2 separate regions of the Mus musculus genome follow, and region 1 is linked to region 2. The links are chromatin contacts, called in public HiChIP or PLAC-seq maps. All regions are on one chromosome and are shown on one strand. Each heading gives the region's core, a stretch centred on a gene start, on an enhancer-like site or on the middle of the called end of the contact. The rest is flanking DNA. Distances are from core to core; before and after follow the strand shown.

Region 1 (6,199 bases), core at 1,555-4,054, 79 kb after region 2:
TAAATGTGTATTCCATCCTACATGTCACGTGTTTTTCTATAACATTTTCAATAATCATAGTTACAAGTCAGATTACTTCTCTAAAAAAGTGACCCAGTGTTATTTTTCATTTTGGAGTAAAACAGGCAGTAGGGTAGAGGTAATAGCAAGTAATAATAGTCCCAGGATTCTAGAAGATTCAAAATGTTCTAGAAATGATAATAAGCAACCAGCCAAAGTTAAGAAAACTTGATGACTTTTGTAAAAAGAAAGGATTGAGAAAGAGCTAAAGCTTTGGTAAGTGAAATGTCTGCCATCATTTACACTTCTAAATTATTACTTTCTTTGGTCTAGAAAAGATAAATAAGTTTCAAGGAGAAAGAGTTTAAATGACACAACGCCATTAGAGAGAGATGTAGTATATTTACATCTAACATGGTGCCACAGCTTTAGCAAAAATAATGTGCAATTCTCAGAGATTTTAAAAATTTGTATAGATCTTAGCTACAAAGTCAAGGTAAAATTCCAAGAAATGTACATAAAGGATTTCGGTAACTTTTATCATCTTACTATTATTTCATACATTATTTGTGAAAGTAGGGTAGTGTGAGAGGTAGATTATAATGTTAAAAAAGAGCTGACATAACAATTCTACCAACCTTTAAAGCACTTGCCACTTGAGTTTATATGCAAGTTCCTCCATAAAAGCAAATATAGATACTTGTCTCTACTACAAGATTGCTGATAGTGATAGTCTAAATATAATCTTTCATTAATATATTTATCAGGGGGTTGGGATTGTGATAAAGATTTACTCCGTGAAATAAAAAGAACGATGAAGCAGCAGTCTGCAACACAGTCACCTTAGTATAAAAAAGTATAAAAAAGAAGGAATTTTAAGGTCCTAATCAGTCAAAGAGCACCACACCACACATCACATACTACAAACAGTGTTAAGTTTATATAAGACTCTACCACTTCAGCAACAAAGAAAAATTTAGACCTACCTAAGCTATTATCATTAAGGTCATACGTGATGCTGGCCTTTTGGAGGACATAAGTTTCTTTATCTTCTGCATCTTTTTTTTTTGATTTTTGTTTTTCTTGGACTCTTGCTGTTTCCTGTCTGGTCTTGTTCTTTTTTTCAGCCCTAAAATAGTTGTGTTATTGCTTTCTCAAATATTGGTTCTCAACAACAACAATTAAAAAAAGGATGAAAGAAAAGAGAAGAAGAGAAGAGAAGAGCGCATCCCCACCAACAGGATAATCACAGAGCTCAAGGCCAGACTGGGCTACATACTGAGGTTAACCTGTTACATGAGACCCTTCTCAAAGCAAATATTTTTAAAAGACAAACAAACAAAAATATGTAATCTTATTTAAGAAAACTACATGACAATGAGTGTCCAGAAATAAAGTACTTACCTAGTAAATGTGAGGCCAGGATTAAAAAGCACTATTGGGAAGTTGTCTAGTTCTATAAGCAAGTTTTACTGAGACACAGCCATGCTCAATTTACACTACCTACAGTTGCTTTTCTGTTGAAAAGACAGAGTTAAATGGTCGAGAAAAGAAGCAACATGTCCAGAAAAATACCACCTGACACGTTCGAGGAAGAAATAGTCACCAGTTCTTATTATACAATACCTGTACTCAGATGAAGTTTAAAACTCTCTATCTCCTACTATCTCCTGAAGAACAAGAATTTATAAAATTTTTCTCTCAGTGTCTGCTAAGTACCTGGTAGGTACTCAAAAACTAATGAAAATTAACGGAGAAAAACGAATCAAGAATTTCAGTCCAATATTTAACAACTACACGCCATCCAAAGGGTAGGCGATTGATGAATTCTCCTTAGAAATGTGTCTCCAATTTTATTTTCTTTTTCAATTTACTCAACATGACAGAAAGTCTAATAAAGGTTTATTATTTCTAAAACCCCTAAAATCACAAAAATCTTCAAAACTATCACACAAACACAAAAACCCAGCAAAACCACATTACATCGGTTACATAAACATGAATTTGAAAAGGCACAGTATATTTTTTTATCTAAAATGAGTACATTTTAGGGACCATAACTTATACCTTGAAAAGCTGATTTTTAAAAATTTAGACAGTTTACCTTAATTGTTCTAGAAATTTATCAATGTGTTCCTTCCAGTTGTGGGGAAATCCAAACATAAATTTTCTTGTGAGATAACAGGGATATCCTATTTAACAATGAGCAAAACAAATACAAAATTATTTTAATTTAAAAAATAGAAAATGAAATTATCCAAAAGCCTAGGCTTTTAAAGAGGTCTCTCTAATTCACTGTCAGTCAAGAAATATGTACTTCTTTCTTGTTGTTGTTGTTTGTTTTTCGAGACAGGGTTTCTCTGTGTAGCCCTTGGCTGTCCTGGAACTCACTCTGTAGACCAGGCTGGCCTCGAACTCAGAAATCTGCCTGCCTCTGCCTCCTGAGTGCTGGGATTAAAGGCGTGCGCCACCATGCCTGGCAAAATGTGTACTTCTGATTCACTATATGCTAAGTACTGCTAGAGTACTGAGGACCCATTAGTTAGGGAAATAAAATCCCCATCATTACACACTGAATTTCTATTATATAAGAGAAGAAGCAAATGCAGAAAGTAAAATTCTTTGCTAGATTGATATCACAGAAAAAGTAGTTAAACATATTCATAGGAGAAAAGGAGAAGACAGCAATTTCAAAAGGAGGTAGTCAGGGAAATTCTACTGACATAGAAAGCCAGGGCATAGGAACCTGAGGGAATGAGTCATATGGGAAAATGGAATCCAAATATTAAAAATAGGAAATGAAAAGCCTTGTGACAGAGAGCTGGTTTGTTTGTGAAATAAGACAAGCAAAGCTGAACTGTAATGAAGAGTCAGTACTAGGCATATACTGAAATGAGTAATAAAAGTCGTGATTGTGTGGGACACTACAAGGGGTCGGGTCAATTTATGATCCTGGGATTTATTTAGGAAAGAGGAGAGGCTATAGAAAGATTTAACTAATAATGATGCCCACTTACCTGCTTCTTTCATGGAGACCGAGTCTATCAATCCTTTTAAGATATAAATGTTGCCTGATAAGGTCCTAAGTTCATTGTGTTTAATCCGCTCTATAATTACATTGCTATGCCAATAAACATCAGTCATATCTCTAGGGGGGGAAAAGAATAAGTTTAATAAGGTCAAAGTATTTATACTTTACTAGGAACTGTATATACACATAGAAGCATACAAACTTATAATGAAGGACTGGGTGTGAGCCAGTTATGTGTAATCTCAACACCTTGTATATAAAAGCAGGAGGAGTGCTCTAGGTTTGAGACCAGCTTGTTCTACATACTAAGTTCCATGCCAACGAGGGCTTCATAGTGAGATGCAATCTTGATGTCACTCTCCACTTCAAAAAGGAAGTATTCATTCTGTACTCTTAGCTATCACAACAATAACAGCATTATTAATCTAATTACAAAACATCTGAGGACTAACCAGTACAGAATTCAACTGCTTGGCTAATGTGATCCTCAGAGTCTATGCCAAGAAACTATACTGTGGTCAATCAATCTATATACCTGATATAAGATATAGCATTAGCAAGGAAAGAAAAACTGTCAACAAACATTTCCTGATGGCAACATCTGACATTTCAGCTTAATAGTTCCTAAGCCTTCAAAGATTTTGGTGGCCCTTCACATTTTTGTTGGCTTTTTGTAGAAATGCTATTTTTGTTTATTCAGATACTGTCTTTCTGGGATTTTTTTCCCACATATTTGTGTGCACACCATGGAATTCATATAGAGCCAGAAATAGCTTCTGGGAATCAGTCCTTTACTACCAACTTATGGAACCTGGGGACCAAACTAAGGCTGTATAGCCTTGCAGCAGGCTCTGCCCTGTGAGCCATCTTGCTGGCTCCTGGGTCTTACGATGCTACCCAAGATAGCCTTAGACTTCTACATCCTCCAACTACCTGAGATTACAGATTACATGTGCACCCAACTCCCTCCCGCCTACTTCATGTTCAAAAATGTCAAGTACATCTATCTCATTTTAAAGGTTTTTTTTTCATATTTTTAAAAATATAAATACATAGGCCAATATTTTTACCTTCTATTTTGTAAAGAGGGTCTACTTAAGAGAAAACAAAGTAGCAAATCACTGACCTAGAAATCTACTCTTCATACATCACTAAATGAAACTAGTAGCTAAGTGCAAAGCATTTTTCATATAACAGATAGTAAACATACTCATGCTATAAAAAAGTTCTCTCAATTAAATAAATTAGGATTAAACTGATGACACTATACCATAATACTTTTTTTTTGCTTTATTGTGGTTTGAGGGGAGGTGTGAGGTTTTTTTGTTGTTGTTGTTTGTTTTTTTGGGTTGTTATTTTGGTCCTGGTGTTGTTTAAGATATGGTCTCTCTACATAGCCCCTGCTATCTTCGAACTATGTAGATCAAGCTGCCTCCAAACTCACAAAGATTCTCCTGCCTCTGCCACCAGAATTGTTAGGGCTTAAAGGTGTATGCCACCACAGCCCACAGCGTCTTTAAAAGGCATGTTTCTTTATTCTTTGATACTGCAAATATTAATTCACTTAATTCTCTACCTACAGCAAAGCTGAGCACTAAGCATGAATCAAAAGTCATCTTCAAGTACATACTGTACTTAGAGTACCCACGGCCAGCCTGGGCTACATGATACACTCTCCAAACAAGAAGAGCCTTCCCACAGTATTAATCATATTAGTGTTATCACTGTACTAATGAAGAAGTTGAGCCTCGTAGAGTAGAAGCAATTTTAATTTGTTCAAGTAACATTGGTAGTAAGCAGTATTAGTGAAATCCCTGCAAAGGCAATTTATGCTGCATTTTAGACATGAAAAAGGGGATAAGGCTGTAAGATAGTCTACTAGTAGACTTATATGTTTAGCCTTGAAACAGTGATCATTGACATTGTGTCAGCACAAGTTGTTTACTATGGAGAGGCTGGTTCTCAGAAATAGAACAGAGCACCAGAGTTAAAGCCTACTGTCTGACAATGCGTTCACTTTGGAGAACCAAAAGTGTCAATTAACATGTAACTACTGGGAACTTTAAATAATTTTGATCCTTTCATGGATCAGTAATTTACATCAAACATCTTTAGCAAGGCACTGATGTCATGTTTTACTTTTGCCTTCAGTTTATAACCTCATTAGAACATGTTTTATAGAAAGATGCTATTCGTCACTCATCACTTAAATACAGCTAACTTAATCATATTGAAAGAACATTTAAATGTTATACTTACACCAGCTTTCCTTCTACACATATAGCAGTATTATTATTGATGACTTTAATCATCCATTCCTGTAGGTGGACTGCCTAATCAAGCATAAAAAAATATTTCTTGTACTATTTGCACATAGCATTACAGTCAGCATTTAGCATTAGAAAATGTGAATTACAAGAAAAGCCCCATGTAATCCTCGTGGTTTCTAAGTAGCCATCTATATAGGAATCAGCCCATTTAAAGCACCAATTGTTAAAACTACAATATTGAAAGAAAGAAAAAAATACAGAAACTTAACTGAGGCTGTACTATATGGCTTGCCTGTAATCCAGAAGGATCTACATTTTAAATACTCATACAAAATGGCTTAGCCAAAAGGAAGAGGAGACTCCTAACATATACACTGAACCACCGAATCTTACAGAAAACACAGCAACTTAGGGGGATGAAAATGCAAAATGTATTCCCAAGTGAGTTCCAGGACAGCCAGGGCTACACAGAGAAACCCTGTTTCAAAAAACCAAACCAAACCAAAACAAAACCAAAAAAGCCTTGGAACTCACTTTGTAGACCAGGCTGGCCTGCAACTCAGAAATCCACCTGCCTCTGCCTCCCAAGTGCTGGGACTAAAGGCATGTGCCACCACACCAGGCAGGCTTAAAATTCTTATGCTAACTGGTATAAACAGGCATGGTAGAGATGAAGAAGTACTAGGAAATCTTAGAGTAGTTTTATTCAAACTTTATACATTTATGTCAATATCCAAACATTTTATCATTATGTCAAACATTAAATGTTTGTAAATAACAATTTGTAGCAAATAACTGATTATAAAATTGCAACCACTTCATCATTTCTAAAACCAAGATAAAATTACATAGTATCTCTCAATTGGATACCCACTAATACCTACTTAAAACTTAATGG
Region 2 (6,646 bases), core at 2,236-4,735:
TGGGGAACAAAAATTATCACAAAACTGTTATATGTTCCAAGTCTCTTGAAATGGTCCAAGTCAGGTCAGTGGCGCTTAAGAGTCTAGAAGAAGAAAAACAATTAAAAACTTTACAGTCTACCTTGGGATAAATAAGCTGTTTAAAGACAGCTTAAGAAGTACAGTATTGAGGTATTAAATGCCCAACTCTACTGCTGAACATCATAATGGCTCAAGAGAATACCCATTAAAATGGCAAGTGGGTCTATCCGCAAAGGGGCCTTTTCCTTTCACTCTTGTATATTCACTCAAACAGTTCTACAGTGTACTACACGTTTCATAAATATGGCTGGACCATATCCTGACGCCTGGAGAAGTGTGAGAGTTCTTGGGTCTCCCAACAAGATCTTAAGTGAAAATACAATCTTCTCAAAAGAACCCAGAAACTTTTTAAACCGAAATGACAGGACTGTAAAAACACAGGCATGAGTATGTGAATGATCACTGGAAAATACCCATTTAAATGTCACTAAATGCATTTTCATATTTTGGAATCACACAGCACTCGCTATCTTGACATTTTTGAATCTGAAAATCTGTAGCAAAACTTAATTTAGGCTGCACCTTCTATTTTAAAATGGTAGATTGATGCACATCGTGTATGACCACTGAGGTGGGGCAGTGGTGGAGAGCGCCTTTAATCCCAGCACTTGGGAGGCAGAGGCAGGTGGATTTCTGAGTTCAAGGTCAGCCTGGTCTACAGATCGAGTTCCAGGACAGCCAGGGCTACACAGAGAAACCCTGTCTCAAAAAACAAAAACAAAGCAACCCCCCCCCCCCGGAAAAAAAAACCTCAAAATAATTTAACTGAGGTACAGAACATGACGTGATGGAGCAGGGCTGTTATTCCTAGCACTTGCTAGATGAAGGTAAGGTCAAGGGAGTTTGAGGCCTGTCTGGGCTATGAGATGTTGCCTCCAAAAAGATTAAGGAGTCGGGGGGGCTGGGGTGGGGGTGGGAATGAATGACCCTTCCTGAAGGGCAAAAACTCAAGTCTAACAAAATAACCCGTGACTACAAAATGGGTGGCTAAGATGCGGACAGGGCTGAAAGCTGCATTATACAACTAGAATTTTTCAAATCTGCGTGCTTATAATCACAGAAGCCCGCCGTATTAAAAATTCACATTTAATTCCCCTAAGGTTATTTTGTAAAAGATTTGTAACAAAAAAAGTTAAAACAGTAATATGTGGGTTTCTGAAAATCACGGATCATAGTTCGGTATTCAGTACATGGGTAAGACAAACTAGATGCACACGAGGCTCCCTCGCATCCTTACACCCCTCCCTCCCATTTCCCAGTGGCCAGCACTGTGCGCCCCGGCAGCATGCACTCCCGAGTCCTCGCCCCCGCCTCAGACGCCAGCATTTCAGGGTCCTTCTCCTCAGGTCCTCGGCCCTCACAGATCCTGTCTGGGATTTAAATCTACGGCCGCAGCTCCAGGGCCTGCCCTAGGAAATAAGGGCCGAACCCCGCGGAATCTGGGGCGGCCCAAGGGGCGGGAGAGTGGGAGCTCACGCGGGCCGCTCAGGCCTGGCCAGCACCGGCCACAGAGGGCGAGGGCGGGGGCACCGAGGAATCCGGTATGTAAGGCATCTCCGGGGGGGGTGAAGCTGCCCCGGGACGCCCCGGCCTGGCCGCCCAGATGCCTTTGGTACCGAATCTGAACCGTGATCCTGCAGAAACTTGATAATGTCCTTCTTGGGCAGCTGCTCGCTGCGCAGCTGCTCCACGGTCCATGCACGCTGCGGAACAGCCGCCGCCATCTTCCCCTGCTGCTGCCGCTGCACTGAGCCAGCCCGCCTCAATCCGGCGCGGTCCCGCCCTCAGGGCGTGGCCCGGGCTTACGCCACGCTCTAGGGGTGGGGCCTCCGCCTTTTGGAATCAGCCCACACTTTCTACGCAGCCCCGGCCCTGAAGGGTGGCCTGGGCATGCGTGGCGCGCGAGGAGGCGGGGCTTCTGCTTTGCTGAGCCTGGGGGTTTCTTCCGTCCACTCTCTGTCCCCACGGGTCCTGCGCGGGACTCCGGGGCCCGGCCGCCATGGTCCTAAACCGGATTGACTCGTGAGCTAGGGTGATGTCAACACTGGGCTGTGAGGGCCTTGTTGAGTAGAATGAAAATCTGTGCAGGTCTCTTGGCCAGCGGCATGCAGTGATGATGGCAAACCTTATTTTGATGCTTTCTGAGGCGTTCTTTGGGCAGCCATCACGCCCACTTGTTTATTATTTACGGCTTACGATGTCTTTAAAAGTACAGATTGTAAACGGTTTAAAGAAAATAACAGCATTCGGGTTTTCAATCTCATTTTAGGCTAGTTCTACTCTAATCTTATCTGGATTGGCCTAGTCCTTGCCCATCAAACAATTTCCACAAAACTAAATGCAAACCTCTCCCGACAGAGCTTTGCCTACAAATTTAGAAACTTGAATAAAACAATGTAATTACGCTGTACTTAAAATACCTCTTTACGATAGTGAGGGTGGTGTATGTACAGCAAGAGCTTCGCGTGTTTGTACTTTGTTTCAGTAACTGAGGAAATAGATGTTTACCGATTTTGTACTGGTACCCAAGACTAAAAGCAGAAAGCTGTCACTAACAGAACTGGGCAAGAACACTTACTGCTCTATAGCTGTAATCATTATGTGAGAGTTAAGATATGAAGTGTATGTCTGTAGCACTTAGGAGCCCGTATAGCCCCTTACAAGATGAGGCAGGACATTGGCCAACTCAAGGTCATTTTGGTCTGCATGCAGAGTTCCAGGCCAGAGTGGGCCTCAGAGCAAGAACCCGTGTGAAACAAAAACATACGGAGGAAAACAGAAAAAGAAATCCCACGACAAAAATGTATTTGTTTTAGTTTCTCAATGAATGCAGGGCCAGAGCACATTCTTTAGACAGACAAAACATTAAAACTGCCATTTGTATAACACAAAACTGCATTTTCTCAGCATAGATGGAGAAAAATATTATTTATCTCTACTTTTGCTTCAATCATGTTACGGTTACAAACGATGACTGAATGCTTGTCCTGGGGTCACGAAGTTATGTATCTTAACCCCGTATGTAGTATGTCGTTAGCAGTGACAGCTCATTTAAAGCACAGCAAAAACTACATTCTATTTACTTATGTTAATTTTGACCTGGAAACTCTGGACGTCAAGGATGACCTAGACCTGATTCTCCAGACTCCTCCTCAGGCCAGAGCCACCGCTCCAGGTTTGAGATTGCCTTCAAGCCCGCTCGAGGGATGGGAAGGGTAACAAAACGAAAACAAACAAAACACAGCAAAACTTGCAAAGATGCTAAATCCAGACACCCGCCCCCAGCCCGTCACACACTTCGCGCAATACGCATGCGCTTCTTCTGATTTCCGGAATGGCAACCAATCATCTTCCCGCCGCAAAATCGGCGGCGGGTTCTTTAACCCGCCAGTCCCGCCCCCGGGACCCACTGTGTCGCTGGCGGGAGACTAATGGGCGTCCGAGTCGCGGCGGTTGCGCTGCCATCCAGGCGGGTTCCTCAGCGGAGCTCCGCTGCTGCTGGGCACCATGAGCGGACGGCAGAGAACGCTCTTCCAGACGTGGGGCCCGAGCCTCGTGCGGGGCTCCGGAGACTCGGGATGCGGCCAGCCGCGCTCGCCCGCGATGGCGGAGGCGCTGCCGGAGGAGGACGACGAGGTGCTGCTGGTGGCGGCGTACGAGGCTGAGCGGCAGCTGGATCCCGGGGATGGCGGCTTCTGCGCGGCTGCGGGAGCCCTGTGGATCTACCCCACCAATTGCCCCGTGCGCGACTACCAGCTGGACATCTCCCGGAGCGCGCTGTTCTGCAACACCCTGGTGTGCCTGCCCACCGGGCTGGGGAAGACCTTCATTGCCGCCGTGGTCATGTATAATTTCTACCGCTGGTTCCCTTCTGGCAAGGTGGTTTTCATGGCACCCACGAAGCCCCTGGTAACACAGCAGATGGAAGCCTGCTTCCACGTGATGGGTATTCCACAGTCTCACATGGCTGAAATGACAGGTATCTTGAGAAAAACTGGGCTCCCCGGGAAAGGCTGGCTCTTGTGGACATAGCTATGCCAGCAGAATTACTCAATGCAAATGTGTTCATCTTACATTCTTCCCCGTAAGACATCGTCTGTGGGTAGCAAAGCCCTGTCTGATACATAGACTTCTCTAGTTATCTTCAGAAGTATCTTGTAAATTGCCAGTGTTTTGAAATATTTGTATATGAGTGGGAGGCGGGGCGGAATGCTAAACTTATTTCCAGCATCCGTCCCAGAACGATTTCCCGGTTGAACAATTTGCTTCCCCTCAGATCTTACCACCTTCTTCTTTCTTCTTTCTTCTTTCTTCTTCTGTAGGCATTATCTAATAACAGCTTTGACCCTTGGGTTGCATCAGAGCTCCAAGGTGTCATTACGATTGTCCAGCCGTTCTCCCTTTAAGTAGAGTACCAGAGCATGAATGTATTAAAAAAGTAGGCCAGACTATTTATTTATAGTCTATAGATGACGGTCTGAAGTTTCTGAGTGTTCTCTGTCCCTGTGTGTGTTTCTTCTGTTTTGTGTTCCTGTATGGCTTGGCTGGCCTGGAACTCCCCAGATAGAGCGAGCTAGCCGTGAACTTACAGTTGTCCTACCTCAAGCTCCAGAGTCCTGGGGTTACAGGGAACTTTTGCTACACCCTGCTTCACTGTTACTTTGGGGGGGGGGGGGGGAGGTGTTCGAGACAGGGTTTCTCTGTATAGCCCCGGCTGGCCTGGAACTCACTTTGTAGACCAGGCTGGCCTCGAACTCAGAAATCCACCTGCCTCTGCCTCCCTATTGCTGGGATTAAAGGCGTGCGCCACCACGCCCGGCTTCACTGTTAATTTTGTTTACAGGTTCAACTCAAGCTGTTAACAGGAAGGAGATATGGTCCAGCAGGAGGGTTCTTTTCCTGACACCGCAGGTCATGGTAAATGACCTTACTAGAGGGGCTGTTCCTGCCACCCACGTAAAGTGTCTTGTGGTGGATGAAGCTCATAAGGCACTTGGGAACTATGCTTACTGCCAGGTAAGCTCTTTTTTCAAATGCTAGTTTGTAGAGGATGCATAAATTCTTAACGGGCTTGGGGGAATAAGTCTCAGTGATGGGAACTATTGCTAGTGTGATTATAAACGCCTTTCATTCACTCTGTCAGAACAGAGGGTGCTGGGAAATCTCTCTTGTCCATTTAGATCTGTATTTGCTGCTTTTTTTCCCCCTTTTCTTTTCTCTTTTCCTCTTTCTTTCTCTTTTTTCTTTTATGAGACAGCATCTCTCTATGTAGCGTTGCTGGCCTGGAATTCACTACGTAGACCAGGCTGGTCTTGAACTCTCAGAGCTCTGCAGGCCTCTGATAGGCATATGCTACCACACTCAACTCTCTGATATCTTCTTAACTTTAGCAAGAGTATTAGTCAGGGTTCTCTAGAGTCACAGAACTTATGGGTAGTCTCTATGTAGTAAGGGAATTTGTTGATGACTTACAGTCTACAGTCCAACTCCCAAACAATGGCAGCTGCAGCTGTGACTGGAAGTCCAAGGATCTAGCAGTTGCTTAGGTCCACAAGGCAAGCAGGCAAAGAAGAGAGAATCTGCTTCCAATGTCCTTGTGTAGGTCCCCACTAGAAGGTGTGGCCCAGATAAAGGTGTGTGCCATCATGCCTGGATAATGTCAGATGTAGGTTGTGTTTCTTCCCTTCCTTCTCAGTAAGGAATTTCCACCTTTAAGAATTTGCTTCTCCTCATAACTTATTCTCTTCTGTAAGAATTATTTAAAGACATTATAATTTCATTCTTACATAGCAGCTCTCTTTGACACAGAGCCAAAATGAAACATTCCAAATGAACTGTTTGTTTGTTTGTTTGTTTGTTTTTCGAGACAAGGTATCGTTTTGTAGCCCTGGCTGTTCTGGAACTCACTTTGTAGACCAGGCTGGCCTGGAACTCAGAAATCCACCTGCCTCCGTCTCCGGAGTGCTGGGATTAAAGGTGTGCGCCACCACTGCCTGGCTCAATGAACTGTTCAATTGTCCTCCCCTTAAATAGAATACCTGGTATGTAAGCATTCTTAAAGTAGGTAAGACTGTAGTTATAATGTTTGGATAAGCCTGGTCTTAGTTTAGGCAATAAAGTACAATATATGTGGAAGTAATGATCCCAGTTTTGGAAGTGGATATCCACTGCCTATGTTTGGAATGACAACCAATGGCAATAAGATGGGATAAGATGACAAACACTTGTCAGTCTTAGGTGCATGTACGTGTGTGCATGTATGTGTGTGTGTGTGTGTGTGTGTGTGTGTGTGTGTGTGTATGTGTGTGTGAGTGATATACATATGCAACATACTTACTAGAGGCAGTTTGGTTTGGTCATAGATTTACTTATCTTACACTAAATGGAATTGTCCCTCACAATCCCTCTTCTATTAAGCAGTGTACCATCATCTCCTCCACCTGAGTGTTTGTCATAAAGGCACTTTTTAATACTGTTTTTATTTACTTTTAGCTGTGTGTATATATGTATGTGAGTAGGTGGGCCTGTGCACCTGTGACTGAAGGTGCTTTCAGAGTCCAGAATA

Evidence for each region. HiChIP or PLAC-seq counts read pairs in DNA pulled down with a chosen protein or histone mark.
Region 1: an H3K4me3 HiChIP or PLAC-seq map of bone marrow-derived macrophages shows a contact between it and region 2, with 2.0 times the contacts expected there. The contact joins the enhancer-like site here to the promoter of Fancm in region 2. A contact is called at or near these places in 1 of 39 promoter capture datasets (hematopoietic stem and progenitor cells), 23 of 484 Hi-C or Micro-C datasets (B cells, the C10 cell line, CD4 T cells and 15 more), 7 of 115 datasets of contacts at active chromatin or transcription factors (the SCID.adh cell line, bone marrow-derived macrophages, effector CD8 T cells and 1 more) and 4 of 9 other capture datasets (adipose tissue, embryonic stem cells, liver and 1 more).

Annotation. Positions count from the first base shown.
Region 1 is chr12:65,151,702-65,157,900 of GRCm38.p6, forward strand. It overlaps Mis18bp1 (MIS18 binding protein 1), which reads right to left. Exons shown (of 14, transcript NM_172578.2): 4 at 5,291-5,364; 5 at 3,018-3,148; 6 at 2,105-2,192; 7 at 987-1,129. Among named protein-coding and RNA genes, the nearest start is that of Mis18bp1, 18 kb to the right of the region's middle. Within about 2 kb of position 2,805, at least 5 of the 459 cell types and tissues checked have an H3K27ac peak or open chromatin away from gene starts, as enhancers often do. A contact at or near this core is called in bone marrow-derived macrophages, where this site is marked.
Region 2 is chr12:65,072,118-65,078,763 of GRCm38.p6, forward strand. It overlaps Fancm (Fanconi anemia, complementation group M), which reads left to right and starts at 3,486. Exons shown (of 23, transcript NM_178912.4): 1 at 3,486-4,060; 2 at 4,925-5,097. The coding sequence starts at 3,589. It overlaps Fkbp3 (FK506 binding protein 3), which reads right to left and starts at 1,821. Exons shown (of 7, transcript NM_013902.4): 1 at 1,698-1,821. The coding sequence starts at 1,805.